Linked DNA regions of Zea mays: region 1 is linked to region 2. A link is a contact called in public Hi-C data. All regions are on one chromosome and are shown on one strand. Each heading gives the region's core, a stretch centred on a gene start, on an enhancer-like site or on the middle of the called end of the contact. The rest is flanking DNA. Distances are from core to core; before and after follow the strand shown. Region 1 holds the start of LOC100193956. Region 2 holds the start of LOC100382310.

What was found. Hi-C and Micro-C count contacts between places; a contact is called where the count stands out from the background.
Region 1: a contact with region 2 is called in a Hi-C map of ear, with 2.9 times the contacts expected there. The contact joins the promoter of LOC100193956 here to the promoter of LOC100382310 in region 2. A contact is called at or near these places in 3 of 25 Hi-C or Micro-C datasets (bundle sheath, ear and tassel).

What each region holds. Positions count from the first base shown.
Region 1 is chr10:11,624,461-11,629,119 of Zm-B73-REFERENCE-NAM-5.0, forward strand. It overlaps LOC100193956, which reads right to left and starts at 2,824. Exons shown (of 4, transcript NM_001175726.1): 1 at 2,735-2,824; 2 at 2,432-2,604; 3 at 2,054-2,308; 4 at 981-1,505. The coding sequence starts at 2,584. The coding sequence ends at 1,449.
Region 2 is chr10:11,067,228-11,071,430 of Zm-B73-REFERENCE-NAM-5.0, forward strand. It overlaps LOC100382310, which reads right to left and starts at 2,141. Exons shown (of 3, transcript NM_001175059.1): 1 at 1,584-2,141; 2 at 1,352-1,494; 3 at 315-1,227. The coding sequence starts at 2,016. The coding sequence ends at 592.

The DNA.
Region 1 (4,659 bases), core at 1,574-4,073, 560 kb after region 2:
ATAATCTAGGTGTCTAGATTACATAATCCACCTAATAATTCATATTGTTTGTTTGTTTATCATTAAACTTAGTTAAGTTAGAATGGTAAATAAACTTATGAAGGAGACACTTGAGCGACATCTTTGCTACCATGGGTTATGCCTAACTACCTAGTACCGTGGCGTGCACATGGCGAGTCGGTGCAACGTGGCCTAGAGGGTAAACCAGGACAATGACGATACCATGATACATGTGATGTTGAATGTCGTCCTCGGTGGGGAAGTAGATTTTGACTTGGTAGGACAAGGGGAGCCACCGCTGGAAAAAGTGTGGGAATTGTATCACCTTCTCGATGCCTCGGATGAGAAACTGCATGAGCATACTGATATGACTAGGCTGTTAATAGTAATGAAGCTTATATGTGGAGATAAAGTTGAAGCGCAATGTTTGTAATAGTTGTTTTCAACGACTTTGTCAAGCTAATAATGGGCAAGGGTTGTCCCGCCGAACCGTAAGGGCTTGTTTGGGACAAAGGGTAATGAAGGGGATTGAGGGGGCTATAATCCCTCACTATTCAAAATTAAGTAGTAGGGGATTCTAGCCCCCTCAATCCACTCCATTACCTTTGATCCCAAACAAGCCCTAAGGTGCCTAGGAATTTGTATTTTGTGATGAAAAAAAAAGTTGTTGCCTGGCTGGCCTTATGTTTGAAAATATGAGAAGATTGATGCATGTCCAAACAACTATATGCTATTCAGGAAAGAGGCTGAAAGGTTGAAGTGTTGTAGGCATCGTGGCAACCCTATATAGATCGAGGTGGTGAATGATGAGGGACAGTAAGTGGAAACCAAAGTTGGCACCGAGGAGTTGCGGTATGTATGTCTTTTTTCACTCATAGGCTTATGGATTAATTATTATAATCTAGGTATATAGATTACATAATCCACCTAATAACACATATTGTTTGTTTGTTTATCTTTAAACTTGTTTAAGTTAGGATGGTACATGAACAGGGTCTTATTATATATACTTGTGTCAGTACTGTCCGATGCTAAATAGTAGTACGATGTGAAAAGCCTATTTGTCGGATAGCACGACCATTTTAGGTGGGGTTTTACAGGCGGTGAGGGTGAGCGACAAACGAGAACGCACACACATAAATAAAGAACCTCTAAATCCTAGAATCTACTAGCTTGAAGCAGTCACAAAGGACAGGCGGTCAGCAGCGAACACAGTCACAACACGAACGTCACACCTACGCACAGACCCACGCAACGCAAGGCCGGCACGTCAGTCACGTCTTGCCTGCCGGCCCGTCATCAATCGATCACAGCAGGCGCCAAAAGTTGAGACATCTTGTAGTACGTACAGGAGGATGGAAGCCAAAAAGCCCGCGCCCTGATTAGCCAGCAGCCTTGTTGTCCGTGACAATAATGCTCGGCTGTGTCCGGCGGTCATTACGACGGGCTCAACTCAAGCACGAGCACCCCAGCAGCCGCAGGATCCTCCGCCAGCCATCATCCTTCTGCAATGCGGTCGTGGACGTTAAAATCATCACGTGAACGTTAAGGCCCCGGTACGAGTAATGAAGAACACTGCATGCACATTGATGTTTAATACTATAGAGTCTTTTGAAGTGTTTAAAGAGTACATTTGTAAAAAAAAATTGGTGGAACATCTCTAGCAATAGACGTTTCACTTCTTGCTCTACAAATTCGTCATGTATTCTAGTGCCTAGAGAATCGTTTTAGTGTCTCTTCACTGTACATACCTATCATATATGACTGCAAATCCTGGTGACAAAATTTTGCACTCCATGCGGTTAACGTGGGTTTTAGGTATTCTAAATAATGGACATTTGGGATTGGGTTTTATGTGTTCTAAATAATGGATATTTGGGATTGAATGGCTCGTTCGATCGCTAAGAGCACGTAAAGCTCTCTGAATAAACTCTTTAATTAATGGGATTTTACATTAAGGTAGCATGCATTTTTTTTCGTTTTTTCCCGATGCAAAATGGACAGCAAATAAATCATGGCTAGTAATGAGCGTAAGTGCGTACGTACTACGTACCCTCGCTCCCGGCGGCGGCGGCTTTCCGTAGAGCATGTCGGGAGGGACTCCGTACAGGTCGTCGTCGACGGGCTTGGCCAGCGCGAAGCAGGACCTCCTCGCCGCCGCCGCGGCCTGCGCGTAGGCTCCGGAGTCGGCCACCTTGCTCCGCCTCGTGGTCTGCGTGTGGCCTTGGTGAGGCTCCGCCGCCGCCGCAGCCGCAGCCAGCTTGGCCGCGTGGACGACACCGTCGGCGGCGCCTCGCCGCCTCCCCTGCTGCACGCACGCACGCGCGACGCGACGAGCATTACTACCCATTCGTCTCGTCGATAAGCAGCAAGCCGACGCATCGTTGTGGGCTTTGGATTGGATAACGCGCGCGCGTACGTACGTACATACCGTCTGCGGCGCTTTGTGCGGCGTTGTTATTGCGTGGCCGAAGTCGAAGGACGGGGTCATGACCGCCGGCGCCCACGCGCCGCCGCCGTTGCTGTGGTGGTGGTGGTTCCACTCCCCGAACGCCGGGATGCGCGTGCGCCTCGCGGTCGGCATTACTGGTGGTGGTGGTCTGTCTGAAGAAGCATCGTGTATATCATCAGCTGGACTGGAAACACAGCAGTGCAAAGTGGTGGCCGGAAAGGCAATAATAATGCCGGCCGCCTACGTGCAGCAGCAGCAGCGCGAATAGGGCTCATGACTGACCTTCGTTAGCAGGGGGAGATCTAGAGAGGGAGGGGAATTCTGTTCACGAATGGAAGGAATCACAATACTGGGAAGAGGAAACAAGTAGCAGATATTATTATGTGGAGCTCCGAGTCCGAGCTGGAGGAGGCTGCTTCGATGAAGAGGGGGGAGGAGGAGGACGGTAGTGGGGGCCCACCTAGACATGTAGGCCCGGTGTGCTTCGCTTGTAGAGGACGACGCCAGTGGAGGCCCGCCAGGCCGGACATGTACTGTGCTGCGCGTGGGGGCCAACGGGACAGTGCAGAATGTTACTGCTACCTGCCTACCTTAGCCCTTGTTGTTTTGATACACGTTCGAATTTCGAAATAGCTCCGGCTCTTTGCCATATTGTACGTGTACAATATAATGCCCGTGCTCTAAATGTTACTGTCTACGTTCTAGAATATTTGTCTCCGTGCTCTAAATATTACTACCTTCGCTAGTAGCTTTGCACGCGGACGACACGTAGTGGGTACGTGTACAATCGCTTCCTTATCTCCGTTGGACGTCGCATGCGGCGAGACTATCTCCTGTCTTGTTCCATATCATATCCTATATTTTAAACTTTATTTTATAAACAATATTATCTATAGTTCTACATTCTCTACTTTACACGATTCATAAAAGGCCACCTGAGCAGGATGACTGAGGCACTGTTCGTCTCTCATGAGTCATGACTAACATTTAGTTCGTATCAATTACGATAATTAAATATAGTCTAATTGCCAAGCTAATTATACAGATGACGACTAAACAGTAAGACGAGTCTATTAAGTCTAATTAGTTCGTATGATTCACCCATATGAAGCTAAGTAAACATTTTCTAATTATGAATTAATTAGACTTAATAAATTAATCTCGTTGTTTAGTCTTTATCTGTTTAATTAGTTTTATAATTATAAAATATTTAATACTTATAATTGGCGTTTAAACATTCCATCCGATGAAACGCATACATCTCTAGAGGTGGGCAGTTTCCTTGTAGCGTACGCCCAAGTCTTCCGTGGCTTCCTTGCCAAGGACACACCAGCCAGCCCAGCCCAGCCCAGCCCCTAGTAGACTGGCGAAGAACACGCTGCGGTTGGAAATAATCGCCTGTAGTATTTATTAACGTTGTCGTGTTGACTAGGGGTCCACTCTGCGCCTCCGCCGGAGAAAACTTGGGAGAGGGGGCATGCAGCCATGCAGGGGCTAGCTAGGCGGTGGTGCTCGCTACCGGTTAAAAGCAAACTACGTAGTACAACTCATCAAACTATAGGTGCCTAAGCCTAACCGCACGATCATACTATGAAATGAAACTACTATGAATTAAAAAAAACTCGGCATCAACATCAGCAATCCGTTTGGACACTTGGGACTTGCCAAAAAAAAAAACAGTTAACTAGCAATGCTTGGCATCTTTCTATTACTAATTAGAGGCTCAACCAAGAGGCACCCACTAGAAGGTTGTCTCGAAACAGTTTCAGTTTTCCTATCACACATCTTTATCTCTTCTTCTAATTTAAACTCTACTCTGTAAACAATACAATCTACAATATAAAACAGTGTTTTGCACGGTCTACATAGACAACCTTAGAGAATGGGCCATAGGTATCGATTGGGAACCAGCTACAATGCCAAATTCTCAACCACCGATACCGGGAACCAGAACTAAATGTGTCAAATTTTATGTATACAATAACTAATTCATATGTACATGTGTATAATGTCAAATTAATGCACACACAGATTAATGTATACAAATGAATATGTACATTAAAATGAATGTTAATAGTAATATATATATAAATGTCTATGAAGTGTCATAACTACTAAATAAATGTATATTCATTTCTATATCCTCAATATGGATCGTCTTCCTATTATGATAGGATCGGAAGATTTCGTCCATCATAGTAGAACTC
Region 2 (4,203 bases), core at 891-3,390:
TTTGGCTTCTCCTAAAACAATCTCTCTTTTTTTTATATATATATCTGTGTTTGGTCAGTAGGGACATTAGATTAGGCTGCTGCTATCTCTAGCAGAAACCGCGAACAGGTTCACATGCACATTTTTTTGGCGTTCGCATTCAACTATTCATCCTTCCCGCAGACGCGAAAAATAAAGATGGCAAAGATCATATGGGATTTCCTGTTCATATATTCTTTTCCGGTACAATGAGTTGCACGGTAGAACTACAAAACCAGAACCTTAATTAGACGAAAACACATAAAAGAAAAATGTAAATAAAGAAGAAGAGGAGAAGAAGAAGAAGAAGAGTTAGAAAGGAACACCCAGCTCATGCCATTCTGGCCCCACCCCTGGTATTCTTGCAAGGAATGCGACCAGCATGTGCACAAGGGCGCCTAAACATTTCACTTGTTTCTATAGGGGCCTCCATGCAAACATCTCACACTGCATCTGCATCTGTCTCCCTCCCTTGTTGACCACAGTTGAACGCAACGCAATGAATGCATCATGCACATACGTCCAAACCCAGGCCAGGCCAGGCCCCACCCAGCACATCCACAGCAGCAAGAATTAACTGCTGAACGGGTGGTAAACCTTGAGCGCCTCGATGACGTCGGCGATGGAGCCGGCGGCGGCGGCGATGGAGACGACCAGGCACGCGACGCTGAGCGTCTGGAGGCAGACCCACTTGGTGCTGCCGCGGGGCACGCGGCGCTGCTTGATGTACATCTCGACGGGGAAGTAGACGGTGAGGGGCCAGAAGGAGACGGCGCCGAGGAACCCCACCACGTTGCCGAAGAAGGGGAGCAGCATGGCCACGACGGTGGTGACGCACACGAACGCCGACCGCCACGTGAGGCGGAACACGCTGAGGGCGAGGGGCCCCACGCGGAGCTCCCGCGAGACGAAGGCGCTGTCGGGCCAGGCCGCGGCGGCGCGGCGCTCCACGAAGGCGAAGATGGGCTGGCAGAACACCTGGTACGCGCCCACCAGGTGCACCACGATGGCCACGTTGGCCACGTCGATCAGCCAGAATGGCTCGAAGAAGCCGAACCCCGTCAGCAGGTTGTCCGGCGCCTTGTCGCCGAACGCCGCGTACCCCATGCACCCGCACAGCATGTAGAAGATGGTCGTCGTCGCCACGCTCAGCCGCGTCGCCTTCTGCATCACCTTCGACTCCGACGGCGGCGGCGCCTTGATCGTGTCCTGAGCAAAGATCCAGAGCATCATATCGGTTAGGAAACAGGGGAATTCAATTCAGAAGAAGAATAGAATACACAGATTAACAGAATCGAAAAGGGACTGGTGGTATTGCTTGCTGCTTAATTACTTGGATCTCGATGAGGATGTTGGAGAAGGAGTAGGCGAACGCGATGTCGCCGAAGGCCTGCAGGCTGTGCCACACTTTCTGCGTGGAGGTGACGTCGGCGCCGATGCTGATGCCGGTGAGGCTTCCCTTGAACCCACCGTTTGCTGGATGGAATCCACAAAAAACCATCAACACATATAAGAGGGGAACCAGAGAATCAGAATGAACACATATATCGGCAAGGACGGCGTACCAACAGTCTGTGCGATGCCGAGGGACAAGCCGATGGCGGAGTAGGTGAAGGACATGACTGCGGCGACGATGGAGAGCCACCAAATCTGGTCGAAGTCCGGTATCTGGGAGAAGAGGATCTGGACGGCGCCGAAGAGGATCATGTAGGGGTTGCTGGAGCTCTTGCAGGGGACGGCGTGCCCACGCTTGTGGAAGCACCCGGCCCTGCTGACGGCCTGCATGCTGATGGAGGAGGCGATGGTGTAGCCGATGGCGACGCCGACGAGGTTGGCGTACTGGATGGCGCCGCAGAAGGCGACCTTGGCGCCGCCGAGGTTGGAGCGCACGGCGTCCATGTACGTGTAGTTGCGCTTGCCCGTGTCCGGGTCCCCCGTGCGGTAGCACTCGGCGAGCAGCGTGGCGGTGTAGTAGGTGACGAAGGCGAAGAGCAGCATGGCGGCGGGGCCGGCCACCCACCCCAGCTGCGCGATGGCCCAGGCCAGGGACAGGACTCCCGAGCCGATGACGGCCGTGATGATGTGCGCGCTGGCCGTCCAGAACGTGCCCGTGCGCCGCGGCCGCCCGTCGTCGTCCAGCCACTCGGCGCCGCCGCCGTTCCCGGCCTCCACCGACACCTCCATCGGCGCCAGGTGCTTGGTGCCGTTGTGCGACGCCATGGGGAGTGTCCTACCCGATGGATCGGAGGGAGCTCGCTGGAACAGAGGAGACCGGACCGGACCGGCCGGACCAGCACCAGCAGCAGCCGTGCAGCGCAGAGGATGGGGTGGGTGGATGGGGTAGGCTGCTCCTGCTCGGTTGTTGGTGAGCGGCGGTGGTGTGTGATGGCAGAGGGGGGAGTGAGGTGGCTTATATATAGCGTCCAGAGGAGCATCCGTGAGCGGGGGCAGGGGCGGACCGGCGGAGTCGTCATGGCCACAGCGCCGCCCGCAGGCAGGCGCGTGTGATGCTCGGTCGGTCAGCGCGCGGCTAGCAGCTATACGTATCTGTTCTTTTTTTTTGGCTGTCAGCTATGTTTTGATTCGAACAGAGCAGCCTATAGATAGCCATACCGCCGCAGGCAACATATTAAAGATATTATTAGCCATGTTTATTAATCTTGCCGTGCTTGTAAATATGTTTAGTCATCGGCACAAGCACGACACTATATATCTAATCGTATTGTTGTGTTAGTACTTTATGTCACTAGCATCTAGTAGTCTCTATACTAGTTCAGACACTATTTTAAAATATCTATAACATTTTTATGATTACAAATAGGATTTCAAAACATGAGTATTCATACCAATATAGACCGGATTTTTTTATCATATTTGAAACCATAACAATTCACATCACAAGTGCACATAACAATCACATTACTGATCTTGAGTTGGCCAAACCATACCTCATCATGCCGACCACTTACTGTCGTGCCCGTACACCCTACCGAGATAACAGCTTAGTCACTGACACTAGACCCCGTGTCGTATAGGCTCAGACACAATCGTGGCGTACCGTGCTAGAGCAATATGAGTCATGTCATACCTAGTGTTGGTCCATTTAAAGAATGTTTGACTCTTCCGACTAAAATTTAATTCATGTCACATCAGATATTTGAATATCAATTATGAGTATTAGATATAGATTTAATAAATTTGTCTAGTCTTTTATTTATCTGTATAATTATTTTTATAACTAGAATATATTTAATATACGTAATTATTATTTAAATATTTGATATGACATATACCAAAATTTAACAACCAAATACTCCCCTCAAGCGGCTCACTTGTCCATCTACATAGCAGCCAAACAAATAGAAATGACTTGTTTATTCGCAGACGTCATTTCTGCTGCGGCCTGCGGGCGGCCTGACGACCGCGGTCTACTGAAGACTCTCGCCGGAATGGTGCGACCGCGGCGTGCTAGATAACGAAATTAAAAGATGCCCGGAGACGGACAAACTCTCGTGAGCGTCTGACGTGTACGTGAGGACAGTCATCGAAATTGGATGCGTTTATGATAGAAAATTTTCGGTTTGGGTTCATACGGCGTTCCACGATTATGTGCTACTAGAAATATAGCGTTCTAAGATTAGGTGCTCGTAAAAAAATACTCACATGGAGTGACAGAATCAGTTATTCTCTACCTCGACATAGTTGCAATCGATCGCTAGAGTGGATATAGGTTTCGACAGAGGAACATATTCTAAGACTATCTCCACCGGCTTATCTATTCTTGTACCTATATTCAAATTTTATTGTATAAACAGTGTAATATACAACGTAGAACAGTGTAAAAATAATGTTTTAGGTTAAACTATCACACACTGCTGCAGACGGTCTAATAGGGCCGGAATCAAGAGATATGTTGCCGAGGCTACATCCTGGATCGTGGCAAAAAAATTATAGGAGCATGTCTTGGGACCAATCTAAATGTCTTCCATCCATAACCCACTACATACCAACCACGTCAGCATCTGATACACGTCCGCATCCGATACACGTGCACCACATCACTAGTCTCATCTCTATCTGCGCCTGTCGTGGTTTCGGAAACCGAGGGGCAATAAGATTTGTGTTTAGTGGGGGGTGCTAGCGCGGATTCGATCTGAATGGTGAATCATTGGGACTCGGTGAGAT